3 separate regions of the Mus musculus genome follow, and regions 1 and 3 are each linked to region 2. Evidence: chromatin contacts called from public HiChIP or PLAC-seq data. All regions are on one chromosome and are shown on one strand. Each heading gives the region's core, a stretch centred on a gene start, on an enhancer-like site or on the middle of the called end of the contact. The rest is flanking DNA. Distances are from core to core; before and after follow the strand shown.

Region 1 (4,069 bases), core at 314-2,813, 390 kb before region 2:
CTCCAAGGAATGAACAGCTCTCCAGAAGCTGGCTTAGGATACAAGTCGCCTTCAAAGGATAGTCAGTTTTTAGAGACATGACAAGGCATAAGGTGGCAAAGAAGAGTTTGAGTTCTTAGGGCTGGAAACCAAGAGAAGGCAAATAATATATGGCAGGAGAAAGGCTCCGGGGTCAGGCTTGTTATGTGAATTTCTTACTGGTGAAAGTTTGTGAAATCCCAGCACACAAGAGGTAGAAAGGGTTACTTGAGATTCTGTTTGAAAAAACAAAGATCTGTGGAAAAACCAAAACTACAAGATATTGACAGGTCTCAGCTGACTAGAAGTGAGAACACCTTGTTCTATAACATAGCACAGCTCTTCCTACATCTGGAGGAGAAGCCTGGCTCTTTAGACTGCCCAGGGCAGAGGAAGGCAGAAGCTGGAAACAAAGAGCTGACTGGTTTTGAAGTTATGCTCTTTGGGAAGGTTGAAGCATAGGGGACATCGTTCTCGGATCTGCTAACAGAGGCATGTCACCAGCTCCCTTTCCTATGAAGGTCAACCAGAAAATTTAGTTTCACCTCTGGTAGCACGCAGCTTCCGATGGGGATTCCCCATTGAGTTGGCATGCTGTCCATCCATCCAGCCCAGTAGCTCAGGCCAAACTAATGGCTTCCTAGGAATTTTACTTAAGATGTCTAAAATTGCCTTTGGTGATAAACCCACATCCCTCAGGTAGAGAAGGGAGGATCCCTTTGTCCTTGTGTGTATGTTTATTTTTATTTATGTGTTTGTGTGTGTTCTGGTGCCCTGGAAGGTCAGAGGAGGGTGACAGTTCCCCTGGCACTGCTGGCACAGGCAGTTGTAAGCCTCAGAAACAGAACTCAGTAGCACTCTTAGCCACTGAGTCATTTCTCCAGTGCTTAAAATTTTGTTATGCTTACAAGTGTGCCAGAGGAAGGTCCGGTGGAATAAATAGCAGGAAGTGCTCTTAACTACTGAGCCATGTCTCCAGCACCCCCACTCTCCCATACACACTCAGTGTTTTGTTTTTAGGCAATTGGAGGAAAGTAGACAGCATTTCTTGTTTTTGTGTCTTCTCTAGTGTCTTCAACTTGGAAACAGACCGTATGTGAGAGGCCACTTTGGTGTTCTAATTTTATTCGTATGGACGTGGGTCCCGTGTTTTGCTCCTCTTACTTCACAATACCCCATCTCTCTTCCTTTTCTTATCACGCAGCTGAGTCCCTGGAACAAAGTGCTCACTTTAGAAATGTTTGCGGCCGGTTTGCCTGGTTTAGACTGAGATTGGCCACGTGCATTCTCTACAAGCTCGCGATTTTGGGGACTGTAGAGGGCACTTGTGAAGAAGGATGCATCTTCAGGAGAGGCGGGAAAGGAGAGCTGAGGTGGCCCTCAACCTGCGCCTTGGATGTGGGCTTCTGGGACCAGAGTGTACTTCGGGGGCACAGAGGACCAGGATTAGATAACACAAAATCGGCGAGCCTGGGGAGCAAAGGACCTGGGTGGGACGAGTGGGCGTGGTCGTGTGCTCTGGGGCGTGGTCTGGGCGGGGCGAAAGCGCGCAGACGCATAGAGCAGGGTCTGCTGGCGGACCCGCGGTCAGTCTGCAGCTGCGGGAGGCCATGGGGCGCTTCGCCGCTGCATTGGTGGGCTCACTGTTCTGGCTGGGGCTGCTGCTATGTGGTCTGGGCAGTCTGGCGAGCGCCGAGCCCCGGGCCCCGCCGAACAGGATCGGTAGGTGCGGGGGATACAGAGGCGCGGCGATGCCTAGGTCGGTCTTCCCAGGGCTGGGTGGAGATCGGGGTCCGGAGACCGGGCCGTGCGCTCCGAGTCTGGAGGAGTGCCACTGGAGGCGTGTGCTAGCCAGGGACTCGGTATCCGTGCAGCTCCAGCCTGGGAGGCCCTCGGCTCTAGCAGCTGAACGCCCTCAAGAGCCCGCCTCTAGCTGTCCCTGGAGCTAAGTCTGTTTGTCCGGCCGATTGGGGCACGCAGACTCTGCACTGGGACCAGTCTCTCTTCCCCTACCTCCAGATCCCCTCCCCCGAGAAGGACTGGGACCGCCTCCCCGCACCTGCGCTCTGCTTACTGCAACTGCTGCAGCTAGCTGGAGAACCCGGTCTCTTCGTGGCTTTGGTTGCCTCGGGTTTTCATTCCTGGGTGTCTATTCCCATCTGAAGCTGTGTCTTTCGGGATCGTTAATGGTGTTGGGGCCATAGAGAGACAAAGAACAAAGCTGGGCGAAGATGGCGTCTGCTTTATTTAAAATGCGTGCTGGAGGGGCCCATTCATACTTCCCCAGGAATTGGGCACAGCAGGGTCCCTGGGTCCGGTGGTGCCTCCACAAAGACCTGGGAGAACCTTTGGGCATCTTTTGACCAACTGTCAGTTTGTAACTTCATCTATAGCACCTGTCTAGGTTCAGGGAGTCTGTCTTTAAAGAGAACCCCTTCCCTCAGGTTTCCCCAAGCTGTTAGTTTTAGTCTTGAGTAATGGCTATTATTGGTTAATGGCTTTTCAAAAACAAAAGCAACACTGATAGGAGGGGAAACAAACGGTTCCTCTTTTCCTTTCCCCCCCTCCGTATAGCAATAGTCGGTGCTGGAATCGGTGGTACTTCCTCCGCCTATTATCTAAGGAAGAAATTTGGGAAGGACGTGAAGATTGACGTGTTTGAGAGAGAAGAGGTCGGGGGCCGTTTGGCCACTTTGAAGGTGCAAGGTCATGACTACGAGGCAGGGGGTTCAGTCATTCACCCCCTAAATTTGCACATGAAGCGATTTGTCAAAGAGCTGGGTATGTGATTTCATAGCACTAAGCAACACTATGTGTGACTGGCCGTATGTGTTTTCCTAACACAGAGAACTGATGTTTCTGCCTTGTCTTCTACAGAGAAGTTGGTGAAACTGTTTCTCTTGCTGTGGGGTTTAGCAGTTGGTCCCAGCTTAGCATCGAGCCACTCTCCTGTAATGAGACTCTAAGCTATCTGTGTGGCATCAGCTCTCTGGAATTACAGCCATGGGGTTGAGTGAGGGTGGCTGTTGCTGTTAATTCTTTAAAAAAAAAATTAAAAAAAATTTTTTTAAAAGTTATATTTTAGCTATTTATTTTGTATAACTGTGGGGTGGGGGTGTTGGTCTGAGTGCCACAGGGTGTGTATGGAGGTCAGAGGACAATTGATCCAGTCAGTTCTTTTTCTTCTACTGTGTGGGTCTCAGGAATTGAACCCAGGTGCAGTCCATTTGGGGCTGAGCCATGTTGCAGCCCCCTGTTGTCAGTTCTTAAACTTCAGGCTTTGGGTTGAGAAATCAGAGTGCTTTGAGCTAGCAGAGTGTTTTTAGCTCATTCTGCTGCTGAGAAAATGAGATCCATGGGCTTCCAACACTTGGCTTGAAGTCGTTCAGACAGGGTTCAGACATGTACTCACGGGGACACATGACTGACACGTTGTCGGCAGAGGAGCGGGCCATGTTCGGGGAAGGCTGGCAGGCCTGTGCAAGCCTTCTCTTAGGGAATATTGTGTAACTCTGGCCGTTTCCCATTTACCTGAGTTTCCCAGTTTTGCAAAGTTGAGGCTTGCGTAGGATGGGACCTCTCTTACTCCTCGGGTGCCCTTCCCAGCCCTGGCAGAGGCTTTCTTCTCCATGACTGAGACTAGTGGGTTTAGTTTGGTACAGGTATGAGATTTTCTGACCCATCTCCTGCTGTGTCAGTTTGTGGATCGAGCAGTCAGTCCTGTGTCCACACTGTTCTAAAAATAGAACTCTAATGTGTTTCCTGAGACCTGGGAATGGCCCCTAAGTCACTCAGTCCAGAAAGTCCCTAACAGGTCTCCCAAATTCCCTTTTCATTGGACCAGTGTAGAAATCACTGGCCTACCTTTCCTCTAGCTTTGTCTTGTTTTGTATCATTTCAAGATTTATTTATTTATTTTTAAAATTATGTATCTGTGTGTGTGGGGGGGGGGTGGGTGGGTGGTGGTGGGGGGATATATCCATGCAAGAGTTACAGGTGGTTGTGAGCCGCCTGACATGGGTACTCGGAACTGAACCCAGGTCCTCTATAA
Region 2 (4,469 bases), core at 1,379-3,878:
CCCTTATTTGCATTTGATGCCTGAGGCTGCACAATGGGGCTGGAGAGACACAGTGTGTAACAGCATCCATTGCTCTTTAGGGGAAGCAGGCGCTGCACAGTCGCTTGACTCCAGATCCAGGGCATCTGATCATCTCTTCTAACCACAACAGGCACTGAACCCATGTGCACAAATCCACACACACATAGAAATAAGGTGAAATCATCTGATTTTAAAAGACTACACAATGAAGTTACAGAAATAAACAAAAATAATGAATTATATAAATGTTTTACAGAAGAAAGCAGAGATATTATTAGGTCTCACTTTATTGTTAGGATCAGCAATATGATGCACAGTATAAATATACACACATTTATTATGATACATATAAAATATCATTTCTTTGATGTATTATGTTCATTGGCTTGAGTATACTGAAATTGGATCTCTGGAATGAATTTATCTTCAGCATATGGAATTACTGTTTTGTCAAATCCATTTGATAGTGTTCTGTGATCAATTTTTATTTTCAGTCCATCAAAAAAGTCTGAATTTTCTTGGGTCATTTTAGGATGAGCATGTCCTCAAATTAACTTTGTGTGTTCTGGAAGACTTGATGTAAAAGATCCATTTGGGTTTTTCCATTACTGATAGACTCGAGCCATATTTGCATATTATATTGTGCCTCTTTCTTCTTGGGGCCACGTACTGTTTTCTATATTTTTCAAAGAGCTATTCCATGAATTAATGTCAATTTGGAATGTGCCTAATTTGTGTTTACAGTCTCTTCAATTTAAGCAAACTTTGTTCGGTTCACATATGCCTCTTACATTTCTAATTAGTAATATATATTGATCAGTTCTTCATTATGGTTGAGTTTTCATGATTATAAACACATGTGGATTGAAATATGACTGTCACTCAAAGTTTAACTAATAGCCACCTGCCCATTCATTCACTCATTTTTAAGAAAATAATTCTTGAGTTTTCCTTCAGCTTATGCAATGAACATTATCATGAGTGGCTGTGAGGTACTTTCAGAAATTACACACTAAGTAAAAGGTCTTTATTAGTGGTCTTTATTAATCTACCCTGGGACTTAATCTACTACTCTGACTTCAGATGCCCTGTCCTTTAGTTCCACAATAGGTAAATTCAGAGATATCCTAGGAGACACCGACCCTCTGCTCAATGCTGTGGAAATCTTGCCCTCTGTTGTTCTCTGTGGTGTTTACTAGAACATAAAACCGCGCTGTACATGTAAGCATTTACATCTCTGCCCCAGGAGGGGAAGGTTTCCCCATGGAAAATGGTACAGCTGGCAGTCAGGAGCCAAGGAATACCACAAAGTCACATTGCACAACAAACCTCATGCAAGAGATTTATTGGGAAGGGAAAATCAGTTGGCTGCCTCTGCTCAGGCAACAAGCAGCAGGGGACTGAGCAGAAGGGAGGGTTTATACAGGGTTTCTGGTGGCCGGGGTGGGGGTGGGGGACAGAGCTTTCCAGGGTGGCCTGTCATTGATGGAATTTTTGTGATAGAGATATTTGGCTTAGAGCAATTAACAAGCAGCAAAGTGAGAGAAACTAATAAGACAATGAGTGAGGCCAAAAACGGTGGTCCTTTCTCTAGATGTTTAAGTTTGGCCCTAATATCGGAGAAACTCTGGAAGAAGGAGTCGTTTTCCATCTGGGGTCTCTGGATCCAGATTGCTATACTGTAAGACAGGTGTATTTGTAAGGTGGTCTAAAACTTGAGACAGGTTTTCATGTTTGTCCTGGATGATCTCCTGGGGCTCATTTGGTTTGTTTGTTTGCTTTATAATTGACCACCTTGTGGAGACTGGGCAGGAGGCAATTTATAAGTTGGTCTCTAGCTAAAATGCCCCAGAATTGTGTAGTTCCATTCAGAACCCTGTCTGGTTCTTTGTCAGCCCAGACTGGGTGGGCAGCATTAGTTTGGTGGGTTTTGTCTACATGTGCCCTAGGCTGGCCCCAGACCTATCTATGCTGGGGGAGAGAAGGTTGCGGGTGAGGAGCGTGTAGAAGTCATGGAAGGTGAGGCTGATGACACTGGGACTCTTTAATAAAAGAGGGATTAGTGATGTGAGAGCCCAACCTCTCCTCTACCTGAGAGAGATCACTGAATAAGGAGACACATGCTCTTACCATGCCATCCACCCCAGCAACCCCACCCCCACCCTCACAAAGGGAGAACTGGGGAGAGGTTAGGCCGGCTATAGGGGGTGTAGAGGAAGTCCCATGATAGACCTGAAGAAGCTGCAGGATTATAGCCCTAAGGGTGGTGGGATGGCGGCAAGTGAAGAGGGCAAGCCACAGCCTTAAAGACTGTGGCTGAGGTCACCTCTGCTTCCAAGAGTACTAAAGGGCTGCCGGACACCCAGTGGTCACTTCGTCGGACACAGGGAAATGTTTACATCAAAGAAGGTGCTTACCTAACTGCAGCTGGTGGGCGGGGTGCTGAGCGATCGAGTCTGTTGTAGGTGGACTGGACGGCTCAGACCACTAGGGGGAGCAAGGCACCAGGAGAGTCTATCCGAGTCAGAGCAAATGTGTGTTACAGCTCAGCTCCACTGGGGAAGGTTTCCCCAATACAAGTGTAGCAGCGGGACGGTTTTCCGAATGCAAGACTAACGGCTCTGCTTTGGTGGCGAGGTGACAGGAAAGGTTTCCCTAGCTCTTTTACGGTACAGTGCATAGCTATCATGGCATCTGGTCTGTGACAGCTCTCAATAGAAGGGTGGCTTGATAACATTTTTGGCCGTTCAATGGGATTGTTAAACACATTCATGTTCACCTCTCATAATGTTCAAGGCAAGGCATTTTCTGTTAGAGAAGATGAAAACCCCAACCCAACCAAACACAAACACCTCCCAAACAGGAATATGTCCGCAAAATATTGAACAGTTAAATAAATGGCGTCACTTTTAGTTACACTGACTGTAATCGGTGAACTTCTCTGAGGCTTTTATAACAATAATATGAATATATATGCATATATATAAAGAGATGCGCATCATTTGGGAACATACTTCAAATTTATAGTGTTTATTTTGTCAGGAAAGAGACTATACATGCATGAAAGTAAATATTATGAACAATGACAAAATGTACATAAAGAACACAGAGACATGTGGGGCAGCGCGGGAGGAGAATTGAACTTTCGCTCCTGGTCTGAGAAACTGAGATTCTGAGGTGGGAGCGCCACCTAGCACGTCCGCACTACCTGCCCCGACCTGTAGAGGGCGCAGCGGATATAAACTCCAGTTGCAGAGTGAAGCCCTTCGCGGTCTCTCCCCACCCCACCCCCCAGTGCAGACCAGTGCGCATGCGCACAAGGAAGGCTCGCGCCCAACAGTCCTCAGGTCGTTATTTGGGTGCTGAAGGCACAAGGGGTCAGATCTGGGTTGAAGACACCCTGCCCTAGGTACCAGCTGGAGATGTTTTGTCCCTTCCAGGACGCTGGAGGCGGAGAGAGTCACTTGAGGGAGTTTCTGCTGTTCTTGCTGATGATTTTGCTACTTTGCTTACAGGTGTTGGTAATTTTTACTTTCCTTCTTGCAACTGTCTGCTCCCTTTCCCAGATTTCAAAAGTCAGTAGTTTTATCTCCACAAATAAGGAGTCTCTGAATCTGGTGTGGCCAGACTGGACTTTCGCTGTCCCAGAATCCAAGTCGGTTAGTTTTATGTCTAAACCATCAGTACCTAAAAACTCCTTTCCCGGGCTTCCTTCGGTTAGCCCTTCCTTTTAGATTCTCAAGTGAGCAATGCCTAGAATCAGACACAGCTTGCAACTGTCCTCTCTCCTTCCCCAGACTTCAGCTAAGTCCTGCGTTTTATCTCCTGGGTATCCTCAAGTCCGGCAGCTTCCCTGGGGGTTCAGAATCCCAGTACAGAACTTGCCTGACCCTAGTGCAGAAGAGTCAGACGTTTGCCCAATTATCCACTCTCTTTTTCCTCCAAGACATTTTTTTACACAAAAAACCCTAAATACAGTGAATTCTTAAAAACTGGAGTAGAGGTGGGGAGACAGTCCAAAGACCTTAAAAAACTAAAACTAAACTTATATATAAAAAAAAAAGGGGGGGGTGGTGGTGCTGGAGAGATGGCTCAGTGGTTAAGAGCACTGACCGCTCTTCCAAAGGTCCTGATTTCAAATCCCAGCAACCACATGGCGGCTCACAACCATCTGTAATGAGATCTGACGCCCTCTTCTGGTGTGTGTCTGAAGATAGCTACAGTGTACTTACATATAATAAATGAATAAAGCTTAAAAAAAAAAAAAAAAGCCAGCTCAGCTCTGACTCCCCAGCCTGACCTGGCATGACTGAGGCTCAGGTTGTCTAATCACATAAGAACTCTGGGCTTTCTTTCTCCTGATGGAGTTGATATCAGCTGTGTGAAGAAGACTGAAACCGAAACCGCCGTGTGGTGAAAGTATTAAATGTGAGCACTTTAGCTGGTGT
Region 3 (4,076 bases), core at 465-2,964, 320 kb before region 2:
TCCCTGCTTTCTCTATTCCCCATGTTATAGCCAGTCACTGCTTTCTCTGTATTCCCCATGCTATAGCCAGTCACTGCTTTCTCTGTATTCCCCATGTTATAGCCAGTCACTGCTTTCTCTGTATTCCCCATGCTATAGCCAGTCACTGCTTTCTCTGTATTCCCCATGTTATAGCCAGTCACTGCTTTCTCTGTATTCCCCATGCTATAGCCAGTCACTGCTTTCTCTGTATTTCTGGCTTGTGCAGTCAGGCCTTTCTCAGTGCTTCCTCATATGATGGCTTTCTGACAGACTTCACCAGGTGGGGCAGTGGCTCAGCCATCCACCTCATCTATACACAGGAGGCCTGGGGCAAGGGCTGAGGCTGGGGCTGGGCATAGCAGGAAGAATGGGCTTGCTAGAATGTTTTCTTTACCTGTTCTCTTGTAGGGTTGGGACTTCTGCCCAGGTCTGGGCCACTTCCTCAGTTTCTTATCCCAGCAAGTCAGGCTGATTCATCCAATTTTGTTCATTCCTTGGGGCTATCATGTATTAGGTCTGGGCTTTTCTCCCAATTAGAATAATAGCACCCTGAGTTTGGCCAGTGTGAGACTTTTCTTTAATGAATGAAAAATGAGCTGGTGGTAACTGCGGAGGAGGCTTTGCCCACTCCTGCCTTTTCAAGCCCATTAGTGTTCCAGGGTTCTGAAAGCCAGTCATGTTGCTGAGATGTCTGAGTGCACGGATGTTGGCTCTGTTTAGGAATCCTTTCCTTTTGATTACGTGGGGTGGAAAACAAGCCCTTTTGATTAAACCCTTGTGGATATTAAATATTACCCTTGGCCTCTGGCAGAGAAGTCCACATTCAAGGAAGAGTACAGTCACCTGTAGTCCCTTGGTCAGTGTGGAATAGCCTGGGTAGGAGCCCTCTGCAGGGGACAAGAGGGCTCATGGGGCCCATTATGGAGCACGCCCCTATCCTGAGAACAGAGGCACTGCTTATTGGCATGTTTTCAGAGCACACTGCTTTCTACATATGAAATTTCACATATTCTCACCTTATGTGTGTTGGTGTGTGTGCGCGCGACGGTGCGCACACACACACACAGACACACACACACACACACACACACACACACACACACACACACACACACACATGCGCTCGTGTACATACACAAACGCATGCCCGCACTGTGGGACACTCGTGGAGGTCAGGATAACTTTGTAGTCACTTTCCTCCTTCCACCTTGCCATGGCTCCCAGGGACTGAGCTTGGGTTGTCAGGCTTGCTCAGCAAGTGCCCTCACTCCTGGAAGCACCTAGCCCTACCTTGTTTTTTTGTTTTTTTGTTTGTTTGTTTTGAGATAGGAGCTGTCACTGATCTGAAATTCTCCAGGGATCTATCCATCTCTGCTTCCCCAGTGCTGGGATTACAAGCGTGTCTTACCTCATCCATTTTTTTCTTTAAATGAAAAATTTTGTTTTAGACATGGATTCGGAGGAGTGATCTCAGATCTCACGTCTACACAGCAAACACTTTACTGGCTGAACCATTTCTCCAGCCCTACCCTTCTCATCTCCAAGTACCCAGAATTGGTCAACTGGACCTATTCTGAGTTGGTGTGTACTTGGACATTGAGGGCAATGTGTGTCGCCATAGCTAGATCGAGTTCCTGGGCTCAGTCTCCCAACTGAACCCACCATACTTTCCACTGGGCTGTGAAGGCCCTGGGGCTAGATCATGGTGTTGCCTCAGCCGGAAGCAAAGGTACCTTTATGTCCAGGTTTGGGAAGTCACCTTCCATACCTGCTCCACCGACTTTGCAAAGGAAAACCCCTGGTGGGAGGAAGTGGGGGTTGAATGAGAAACATGTGGGCAGTTTGAGGGTTTCGCTCCCTAGTTCAGTGAAACCCAGGCCTTCTGACAAATGCAGACCACGGGACTGTTTGACCTGAGAGTCATCAAGCAACCCAAGTTCCACCCTGTTCACAAAGCTGTGCGGCTGGGTAGGTGGGGAGACGTGCTCATTTGCATTCTCATTTACATGCTCATTTGCATGAGCTCTGCTGAGTCAGCCAGGGTCACAGGCATTTCTGATGTTCCCTCCATGTTGCTCTGGTAGGATCTAGACAAACTTGCCCTGCCCGCGTCTCAAATTCCTTGGCAAGAGGGTAATGGTGGCGCACGCCTTTAATCCCAGCACTCGGGAGGCTGAGGCAGGGGGATTTCTGAGTTCGAGGTCAGCCTAGTCTACAAAGTGAGTTCCAGGACAGCCAGGGCCATACAGAGAAACCCTGTCTCGTGGGGGGCGGGGGGGGGGGGGAGTTTTGTTTTGTTTTGTTTGTTTATTTATTTATTTATTTATTTATTTTTATTTTAATGTGTTTGTATCTGTATCTGTGTCTGTGTGTGGATTTCTGTATATATGTGGTGCCCACAGAAGCCAGAAGAGGGTATTGGATTTCCTGGAGCTGACACCATAGGCAGTTGAGAGTGGGGTGCTGGGAGCTGAATCTGGGCCCTCTGAGAGCAGCGCACACTCAACCCCCCACGTGGTCTCTTCAGCCCTAGGATTGTTTTTTGTTTTTGTTTTTTTTGTTTTTTTTGTTTTAAATCTGTTTTGTTTTTGCTTATCAATTCTTCTTCCTCCAACTTTGGCTTAGTTCATAACACATCCACTCTGTCTATTTTGAGAAACAGCATACAACCGGCTCTGTGTAGTAGGGTTCACATGCTGTCTTTGTGACTAAAAGAAAAGAAAAAGTAAAACCAATCAGAAGATGGTTTCCCAGATGGGGAACAGCCCGGTGCTGTGTTTGGTTTGCTTTCATGAGTTTCCAAAAGCAGGCAGGCAGTGGCAGATTTCTGTCTGCAGGAAGCTGCTGAAGCCTCTTGAAGAATCTGAAGAAAGCGTGAAGCAGAGGGAGGAGCTCCCCCCCCCCCCCCCCCACACACACAGTGTAGGCTGGTGTCTAGGCTGGTGTCTAGGCTGGTAGCAGCCCTGGCGGCCTCAGGTCTTGAGTGGAGGAGCCAGGAGCCTTCCTTTTCTCATTCACTGTAGCTTCTCATGGATCCCAGGCTGGCCTTGAATTCGATGTGTAGCTGAGGAGGACCTTGAACTTCTGATCCTTTTGCCTCCATTTTCTAAGGGTTGGGATAAAGGGGTTACACTATCTTATCCAGCACCCAAGCTCTGGGTATGAGCCCAGGACTCCTGCATAGTAGCCAAGTTCTTTACAAATCAGCTCCTCCCCCTCCCCCTCCCCCTCCCCCTCCCCCCTCCCCCTCCCCCTCCCCCCCTTCCCCTTCCCCTTCCCCTTCCCCTTCCCCTTCCCCTTCCCCTTCCCCTTCCCCTTCCCCTTCCCCTTCCCCTTCCCCTTCCCCTTCCCCTTCCCCTTCCCCTTCCCCTTCCCCTTCCCCTTCCCCTTCTTCTTCTTCTTCTTCTTCTTCTTCTTCTTCTTCTTCTTCTTCTTCTTCTTCTTCTTCTTCTTCTTCTTCTTCTTCTTCTTCTTCTTCTTCTTCTTTTTCTTCAATTTAAAAGACAGAGCCACATGCAGCCCAGGATAGCCTTCAATCCCCTATGTAGTCATGGATAACCCTGAACTTCTGAACCTTCTGCCTCCGATCTTCAGAGTGCTGGGATCACAGGCGTGATCCTACCACATCCAGTTAGCTGCCCTTCACTCTTTAACCCAGAAGTCTTGTTCCATGTCAAAAGGGGCAGATGAATCTCTGTTTCTTCTAGAAAGTTCTCCACTTACTCTGTACTTGCACAGGGAGCTGGGTGGAGCACATTGAGAGAATGTGACAAGGTCATTAGACCAGTCCAGGGCAGTTCCTCCTGAGTGCTAGGTGGTGACCCTCAAGGCTGTGTCCTGTTATGGCTGTTGGACTTTGCAGACCCTCATCTTCATGGTAAATTCTAGATCAATGTTCAAACACACTAGCCCACATACCCTTGAGAGAGGGGGAGCATTTTGACAACTCCTACCAGCATATTCAGAGGAAGACATGACTGGGTGCTCTGGGCCAAACTGTGCCTTCTCCAATGTCCTATGTTGAAGAGGGGACACTGGACCCTCCAGGTCTGGAG

What was found. HiChIP or PLAC-seq counts read pairs in DNA pulled down with a chosen protein or histone mark.
Region 1: an H3K4me3 HiChIP or PLAC-seq map of neural tube shows a contact between it and region 2, with 4 times the contacts expected there. The contact joins the promoter of Pcyox1 here to the promoter of 4930553P18Rik in region 2. A contact is called at or near these places in 9 of 39 promoter capture datasets (3T3-L1-derived adipocytes, the C10 cell line, the SN4741 cell line and 4 more), 9 of 484 Hi-C or Micro-C datasets (CD4 T cells, CD8 T cells, the N1E-115 cell line and 3 more), 12 of 115 datasets of contacts at active chromatin or transcription factors (bone marrow-derived macrophages, embryonic forebrain, embryonic limb bud and 7 more) and 2 of 9 other capture datasets (adipose tissue and liver).
Region 3: an H3K27ac HiChIP or PLAC-seq map of embryonic stem cells shows a contact between it and region 2, with 2.6 times the contacts expected there. The contact joins the enhancer-like site here to the promoter of 4930553P18Rik in region 2. A contact is called at or near these places in 7 of 39 promoter capture datasets (the C10 cell line, cranial neural crest, embryonic stem cells and 4 more), 2 of 115 datasets of contacts at active chromatin or transcription factors (embryonic stem cells and pancreatic cancer cells) and 2 of 9 other capture datasets (liver and macrophages).

The regions. Positions count from the first base shown.
Region 1 is chr6:86,394,644-86,398,712 of GRCm38.p6, reverse strand. It overlaps Pcyox1 (prenylcysteine oxidase 1), which reads left to right and starts at 1,563. Exons shown (of 6, transcript NM_025823.4): 1 at 1,563-1,740; 2 at 2,593-2,799. The coding sequence starts at 1,629.
Region 2 is chr6:86,002,512-86,006,980 of GRCm38.p6, reverse strand. 4930553P18Rik (RIKEN cDNA 4930553P18 gene) reads right to left here and starts at 2,628. Exons shown (of 2, transcript NR_155305.1): 1 at 2,439-2,628. Gm33319 (a long non-coding RNA gene) reads left to right here. Exons shown (of 5, transcript XR_003956459.1): 1 at 1-3,538.
Region 3 is chr6:86,321,134-86,325,209 of GRCm38.p6, reverse strand. No RefSeq gene overlaps it. Among named protein-coding and RNA genes, the nearest start is that of Fam136a, 42 kb to the left of the region's middle. Within about 2 kb of position 1,714, at least 36 of the 459 cell types and tissues checked have an H3K27ac peak or open chromatin away from gene starts, as enhancers often do. A contact at or near this core is called in embryonic stem cells, where this site is marked.